Linked DNA regions of Mus musculus: region 2 is linked to region 1. Evidence: chromatin contacts called from public HiChIP or PLAC-seq data. All regions are on one chromosome and are shown on one strand. The core of a region is the stretch at or near the end of the contact, and the rest is flanking DNA. Distances in the headings are between cores, read along the strand shown.

The links. HiChIP or PLAC-seq counts read pairs in DNA pulled down with a chosen protein or histone mark.
Region 2: a contact with region 1 is called in an H3K27ac HiChIP or PLAC-seq map of microglia, with 4 times the contacts expected there. The contact joins two enhancer-like sites. A contact is called at or near these places in 2 of 115 datasets of contacts at active chromatin or transcription factors (large pre-B cells and microglia) and 1 of 9 other capture datasets (pancreatic islet).

The regions. Positions count from the first base shown.
Region 1 is chr2:27,364,738-27,368,331 of GRCm38.p6, forward strand. The region is part of intron 2 of Vav2 (vav 2 oncogene); the gene reads right to left. Among named protein-coding and RNA genes, the nearest start is that of Vav2, 61 kb to the right of the region's middle. Within about 2 kb of position 1,639, at least 9 of the 459 cell types and tissues checked have an H3K27ac peak or open chromatin away from gene starts, as enhancers often do. A contact at or near this core is called in microglia, where this site is marked.
Region 2 is chr2:27,719,275-27,722,868 of GRCm38.p6, forward strand. The region is part of intron 1 of Rxra (retinoid X receptor alpha); the gene reads left to right. Among named protein-coding and RNA genes, the nearest start is that of Rxra, 44 kb to the left of the region's middle. Within about 2 kb of position 2,042, at least 22 of the 459 cell types and tissues checked have an H3K27ac peak or open chromatin away from gene starts, as enhancers often do. A contact at or near this core is called in microglia, where this site is marked.

The sequences.
Region 1 (3,594 bases), core at 389-2,888:
CCCGATGAGACCTGTCCCAGACTGGCAATATAAAAGAAAATTCACTGACCCCCGTGGGTTTTGACAGCTGCCTCACAACAGCGACGTCATCCAGAAGTTAGGCGAAGATCCACAAGAAGACACAAGACTTACCGATCCTGGGCTCAGGGCTTTCTCACTGGACCTGTACAGACACCTCTTTCCATGCAGGCCAAGGTTTACTGAGTCACCTGCCCAAAATCACACAGCTAGAAAAAGGAGTGAGCCTCTGTGAGCATGGAACATGGAGAAGAGTAAGGCTGTGAGTGCCCCTGTCACTACAGAGGGGACACGAATGGTCAGGAGGGAGAAGTAAGGAGAACCATGGTCACCTGTCCAGCAAGGTCAGATGGGCCAGTGACAGACAGGCTGGACACAGCCCTTCTCTAGAACACAAATCTGATTTCCACCATCTCTGGGGTTTTGTGTGTTTCGTTTTGAGAGAGAACCTCACTCTGTAGACCAGGCTGGCCCTAAACTAGCAGAGATCCTCTTGCCTCAGCCCTTGGGAGACTGGGATTAAAGGTGTGCACCGCCACACCTGACCTTTTCTTTTCTTAAGTATTCACTTGTCTTTTTTCAGATTTATTTTTAACTACATGTAGATATATTTTTCTGTGTGTGGGGTATATGCACATGTGAGTACAGGTGTCTACACAGTCCAAAAGAGAGCTTCAAACTCCCCTGGAACTAGAATTACAAGTGATTGTGAGTCATCCAACTTCGGAACTGGGAACCAAGCCAAACAACAGTACCCATCCTTAATCACCGGGCCATCTCTCCATCAAGACAGATCTTCATTTCTCGTTATGGCTATGTATTTGTCTGAGTGGCTGCAAAGCCCAGAGATCCCCTGAAGCTGGAATTATAGGTTCTTGTGAGCCACCCAACTCGGGTACTAGGAACTGAACTTGAGTCCTCTGGAATTCCAGAGAAGAAAAAGTTCTTAAGCGGAGCTGGAGAGATGGCTCAGGGGTTAAGAGCATCAACTGCTCTTCCAAAGGTCCTGTGTTCAAATCCCAGCAACCACATGGTGGCTCACAACCATCCTTAATGAGATATGATGCCTTCTTCTGGCATGTCTGAAGACAGCTACAATGTACTTACAATAAATAAATGAATGAATGAATAAATAAATAAATAAATAAATAAATCTTTAAAAAATAATAATAAAGTTCTTAAGCATTAAACCAGCTCTCTAGCCCCCCAAAAGATGGGTTAAAGGGAACTGGAGTTATAGATTGGAGTCCTCTGCAAGAGCAGCAAGCGCTCTTAACCACTGAACTCTCTCTCTCTCTCCAGCCCCCCTGTAAGGGATTTGAGCAGAACACCACTCAATAAAACCTCGGCCACTGACACATTGTAACCAACAACCTACATTTCCTTAGAGGACCATCAAAGCCTGGCAAAGAGCAGAGAGCAGCAATGTTACCCTCCTCCAAAGCAGAGGTACAGAAAGGAGGGGTGACGGTCTGCCCACACATGCAAAAGAGGCAAGTGGATCTGTTAGAGGTCAGCCTGGTCTACATGGCAAGCTCCAGGTCAGCCAGGGCTACACAGTGAGACACAGTCTCAAAAAGGAAAGTGCCCCAAAGTAAGAAAAGCTCTGAAAGCCTCCAGCAAACCACACATCAGCATTGTGAATACAGACAAAATACTTAGCACAGAAAACGGGAAAAGAGAATGCTGACATTTTAAATCAGTGGGAAAGGAACTCGAAAATCAGCAAAGTGCTTGCCTTGCAAGCACAAGGACCTGCCATCGATCCCCAGAACCCGTGGGGGAAATGTTAAGTCTGTAGGAATATACTTGTGATTCCAGCATGGAGTGGGCAGGAAGATCCCTAGGCCTCAGTGGCAGACCTGCCAGCCTAGCGGAATGAGCGAGCTCAGACACGAGAGCCTGTCTCAAAAGAGGGAGAGACCTGTGGTTGTCCTCTGGCCCTCCACACCAAGTACATATACACCGCACTCAAGCACACACTGCATGCTTGCACATAGAACATGCACAGATGTGCACTAGAATTGAAAAACTCCCAGGGACTATAGAGATGGCTTGGGGTGAAGAATTTGCCCTGCAAACCTGAGGCCTAAAGTTTAGATCCCTGGAGACTACGCACACACCAGGTGGTTGGCCAGTCTGCAATCCTAGCCTCAAAAGGCAGAGATGGGATCTCTAGATCAAGGTGGTTAGTGAAACTAGCCATACTGGTGAGCTCTCTATCAACCTCAGACCTCCACGTGCGTGCACAGGCAACCACAAACACACATCACATGCACACATGGAAAGAAAAAACAAAAAAACAAAAAAACTAGAAGGCAAAGAATAGATTCCCTCAAGACAGAACACATCTCAGGGATGGACTCTGTAGGGTCTATAAGGGCTCCCTGTTCAGCTGAGAACAAAAACAAGACTTGTGTGTGCAGAGTCCCCTCTTCAAAGGTATCTACAACTTAGCAGGGAGGGGCAGGGAGGAGTGGAGGTCAGAGAGGCATCCTCTTCTTCAGGGCCAACTGCAGAGCAGCTGCTGGGTACTGGGGTCAGGTCCTGCTCTCCCCTTCTATTTCTACGTTGGAAGTATAGGCTGGTCCTCCTCAAATCTAAGTCCCTGAAGTGATCACAGAGCTTCCATTCACTAGTGAAACACAACAACTGGGACCAGTTTACAGGAGCATCCTGGCATTCCCAGACCTCCAGCTTTGTAGAGACTGGCTGAAGTATGAGGCATGGTCTGCAGCATGCCCAGAGGCAGACATCTGCAAGCAGCCTCCTCGGACTGGGCCAGGAGATGCTGTCATTGGATCTGATCCTATGAACATGGATGGCACATCCCTTAAAGCAATCCTGGAATATTCCCAAAGACATCACAGCTGGAGAATCCTCAGCATACTCTGGTCCCTGATACAAGGTCCAGACACATCTAAAAGACACTTCTAGCACCCACTGGAGTCAGGCTCAGGACCCAAGAACTGGGTACCAGAATAGCCTTGGTGGCCTTGAGGTCCCCTTCCAGTCTGTCCCACCAGTTACTACAAGGATACCAGCCCAGTATAGTTCTACAAGTGGTGCAGTCTCAGCACTACTTCTGTGGAACTGGGACACCAGACAACACCCCACGCTACAGAACTCTGGATAAACTGAGGGGGGTCATGCCCTAGGGTCCCCAGGAAGACAGTGGACACGCCAACAGGTTCCTCTGGATTCTCAGTCCAGAGAGAAAATCCAGTCAAAAGTCACCCAGTGTACTTCCATCAGAGCCCATACTACCTCCCTGGGGCACAAGTGAACAGTGGTAGCCACATCACTTCCCTAGGGCACATGTGAGGGCAGGTTCCCACGTCACCTCCCTGAGGCACACAGAGCACCAGGGCCCCATGTCACGTCCCTGCAGCACAGGTGAACAACATTACTTACATCACCTTCCTGATGCATATGTGAGGACAGGACCTCCCATCATCTCCCTGGAACACACACAAACACCCACATCCTTGCTACTTCCTATGCCTTCTCCCTGGGGGAACTTTGAGCACCCATGAGGGCTGGGGCCCCACATCACCTCCCTATTATAGTTGTAAG
Region 2 (3,594 bases), core at 792-3,291, 350 kb after region 1:
GTTCCCTGGAGGTGACAGGTCACACCCTTGGGCAGGATATTCCTGTGTCCACTGATGAAGTCCTCTACAGTGGGTGCCACCAGATCTAGAACTAGGATCAGGATCTCAGCTGCTGAAACTGAACAGCAAGTCTTTGTGACCTGGGCAACACACTGTTGGATTTTAGAGAGTGAGGGGACTTCAGAACTCCATCCACGTCTGACTCTCCACCTTTGCCCTCTATGTTGCCCTTGGTTGGACTGTCCTGCCCTCCCAGATGGAGCAAGGCAGAGGCTATCAGTAAAGTATCAGGGTGTTTCACAGATGTGTTGAACTTTGTCAGATTCTCCAGTGAAGAGCCTTCCTGTACGGGAGAAGGGTCTGGTGCTGATTTGAGTTGAGTTGGAGGTGGCACTGGCCACCCAGGCTGGCGGAAGCCCTGGCGTGCAGCTTGGCATTGGTGCAGGCTAGGCCTATGTAAGCTGCTACCCTCGGGAGAGGTGGCTGCACGGGCCAGGGCGGGGCTGAGGGCGGGGAGCAGGCTTTCAATGACTTTGATGGGATTAGAAGCAAACCCAGCAGGAATCCTGGTTCAGGGCCAGGCCGGGGAGGAGAGCTGGTGAGGCCCTTTCAGGAGCGCCTGGCCATCCAACGGAGTACTGAGGACTTGTCATCTCAGGGATAGTGGTGCATGCTTTCCAATGAACCCAGCATCTGGAAGCCCAGACAGCTGTGGTGTGTTATGTGCAGGGCCCTACTCCTGGATTCTCCACTTACACTTCCTGTGTTCAGAAGTGGAACAGGGAGAAGTGGCCTAGGCCTGTGGCCCCGTGGGTTTTAGGGACATGAATGTTTGCCACCTTAGTAAGAGCTAAACTCCAGTGTGCCCAGAAAACAGGCCTTGGCCCCCATTTCCAAATTCCTGTGGGTCACAAGAACCACGGCAATAGCCCTTACCATTAAGTTGGTCTTCAGATGGTAGGTCACCAAGCTCAGTGGACCTGGCCACAGAGAGGGGGCGTTGGCTCTATGCAACATTTGATAAGTAGGAGTCCACAAGCCACAGGCTCCAAGATGCCATCTTACACCCTGCCTCCAGAGTCCTCCCAGCCTGGCTGTGGCCTTTTGCTTAGAGGGATCCTGGCTGTGATTTTGTTGTTTCCTCAAGTCAGATTATCCTGCTCTCTGCCCACGTCCTGGCCAGAGAGAGGCCCTGCTTTATGTCCAGGTGAGGACAGAGTCTCTCATTTGTCCTCATGTGTCTTTTCTGCATCTGTCCACTGGCTAGCAGATGCAACTCAGCCAGGTCACCTGCCTGCTGGCTTAGTTCTGTGACTTCCATCCAGATCCCTCAGCCCAGCCTGAGGGCCCTTCCACCTTGGCCACACCTCTGCACAGCAGGACTGATGTCATGTTGTCCCCTGTTGGGCCTGCTTGTCTTTGCTTGGTTGTGTCCCATCTCACTTCTTCCCTTTGATTTCTCCTTCAGATTGCACCCTATGCTCCTTCATAGGATTGGATGAGAGTAGCCCCCACACCTCAGGAGTCTGTTCCATGTCCTGGATATTCCCAGGGTTGCAGAATCCTGAGCCCACCTTAATTGTACCTATAACTCTGGGCAAAAGTCTAGTCATCTTAGCATGATGTTGGAAGATAAATGGGACTGTGAGCAGTGACCAGTGTGAGAGGAAGCAGGCTGCTCAGTGGGTTCTCAGGCCAGGGCTGAGGTACTTTGAGGTACTGTGAGAGGGTGTGCTTCACTCTGCCATCTGTGGGGTCTATGACTGGGCCCTGGGATGGGAGCAGCCCCCACCGGTCTGAGCCAGTGTCTGGTTCTGGGTTACAGATGCTACTTGTACAGCTAGGGTTCACTGTGTCCCTAGCCTCCCTTATTCCTGGGAGACATACAGGACATCTTGGTTTCTCAGTCTCAGTGGAAGGACACCAGGCCCTGGCTGGTCAAAAGTGGAACTCTTGCTGGGCCTTCCCTCCCTGTGGCCTATGCTAGACTGCACGCCAGCCTTGCCCTACTGTGGGAAGCAATATGAGCTTCCTCAGTCTCAAAACTTGCTGGACTCTCACAGCGGGAGGGCCGGCATCTCCCTTGATCTAGGTTGGAGGTTCCCTAGGCCTACAGGCATGCAGAGCAGACTCCATCACCTCAGGGCCATGTCCTCTGGGCACTGGAAGGTCTGTGGTTCTCATAGGCTGTTCAGCTTCAGAGTCAGGACTACGGCTCTCTTGGTCTGTCCATGGGCATGTAGTGTCGTGCTGTGCGTAGTTGTCTGTTGTGTTTTCCCCCTTGCCCCCAGCCTACCTGAAAATGACCTTCAGGAATCCTTTTCTGAAGCCTCTGTCTGTCTGTGTGACTGGATGGCCGGGTGGAGTTCAGGGCATCCTGGTTCCCATCTCCTGTCTTGCCTCTCAGTGGACCAAGCTTGGCTTTGGCACTGCTGCTGCCTACCGGCAGCAAGCCCGGGCAGGTGAGTGTTCCATGGATACCTGTGGTGTGGGCCAGAGGCGGTGTGCTGGCCCTGTGAGTCACTTGGATCCTGAAGTGGGGGTGGCAGGGTTGGCTGCAGCTGAGAGGCTCAGGCTGACAGGCCAAGGCTTGCCTGTAGCTACTTGATGGAGCCAGGTAGGAGCCTGCTTGAGATGTGGTTGGACAGGGCTGTGTGGTCACAGGAAGTAAGGAGTCTCCTTTGGGGCAGTGTTCATGAGACCAGACCTTAGTGGCTACTGATAAATGGGCCCAGTTTGCCAAATGGTCTTCAATCTCGAGGCTAGCTGGGTCTTCCAAGAGGATCAGGAAGGACTTCTTGGAGAAGGTACCCTTGATGGGAAAACCCAGAGAGATTGACCATGTGGGATCAACCAGGCAGGACCAGATGGGCCCTGATGGCTGATGGTCATGTGGCCTTCTGTATGTGGGGCCCACAAGGACATTGACTTTAGGTAGGCACTGTTCAGGGAGAGGTAAGTCTACCGGGGAGCCAGGCAAAGTGTCTGATGTCAGGTGTGGTACTTAGTGGGTGCTCTCAGGGTCCTTCTCTCTCCTCTGCCCTGAGGCCCAGACTAGGCCTTTGATCCTTGTGCTGAGGCTCCATCAGTATGTCAGGTGGAGGAAGAGGGACAATCACTGCAACATTGTGGCTAAGTCTAGCCTACAGGAGCTCGGTCTGTCCACTGTGCTTAGCCTGGCTGCCTGTGGTAGGACGGAAGTTGAGGTCTGGGTGGGGGGTGTGCCCTGAGCCTGGGGAGGGAGGGGTTGGATTCGTTGGACTGAAAGGAGGAGGATGAGAGGCAAGGGTGAAAGCAAGTCGACCCCATGCTTCCCTGGAACAGTGGGTCTGCTTGAGGGGTAAGAGGTGGGGTCTTTAGGTCACATGTTTACCCCTCCGCCACCCGTGAGGGATGTGTTATGCTAGTCAGTGTATGGTGGCCATGGCTGTTCACATCAGCCTTTTTAGTTCTCATGGCGTGAACACCACCATGGCTGACCCAAAGCCACCTATGTGATGTCATGTCACCCTGTTAAAGAACTGACTGCAGAAGAACTGGTCCTGCTGTTTGTTCTGCCTCCTCAGAGTGGCCATAGTGCTCACCGGTCTGCTC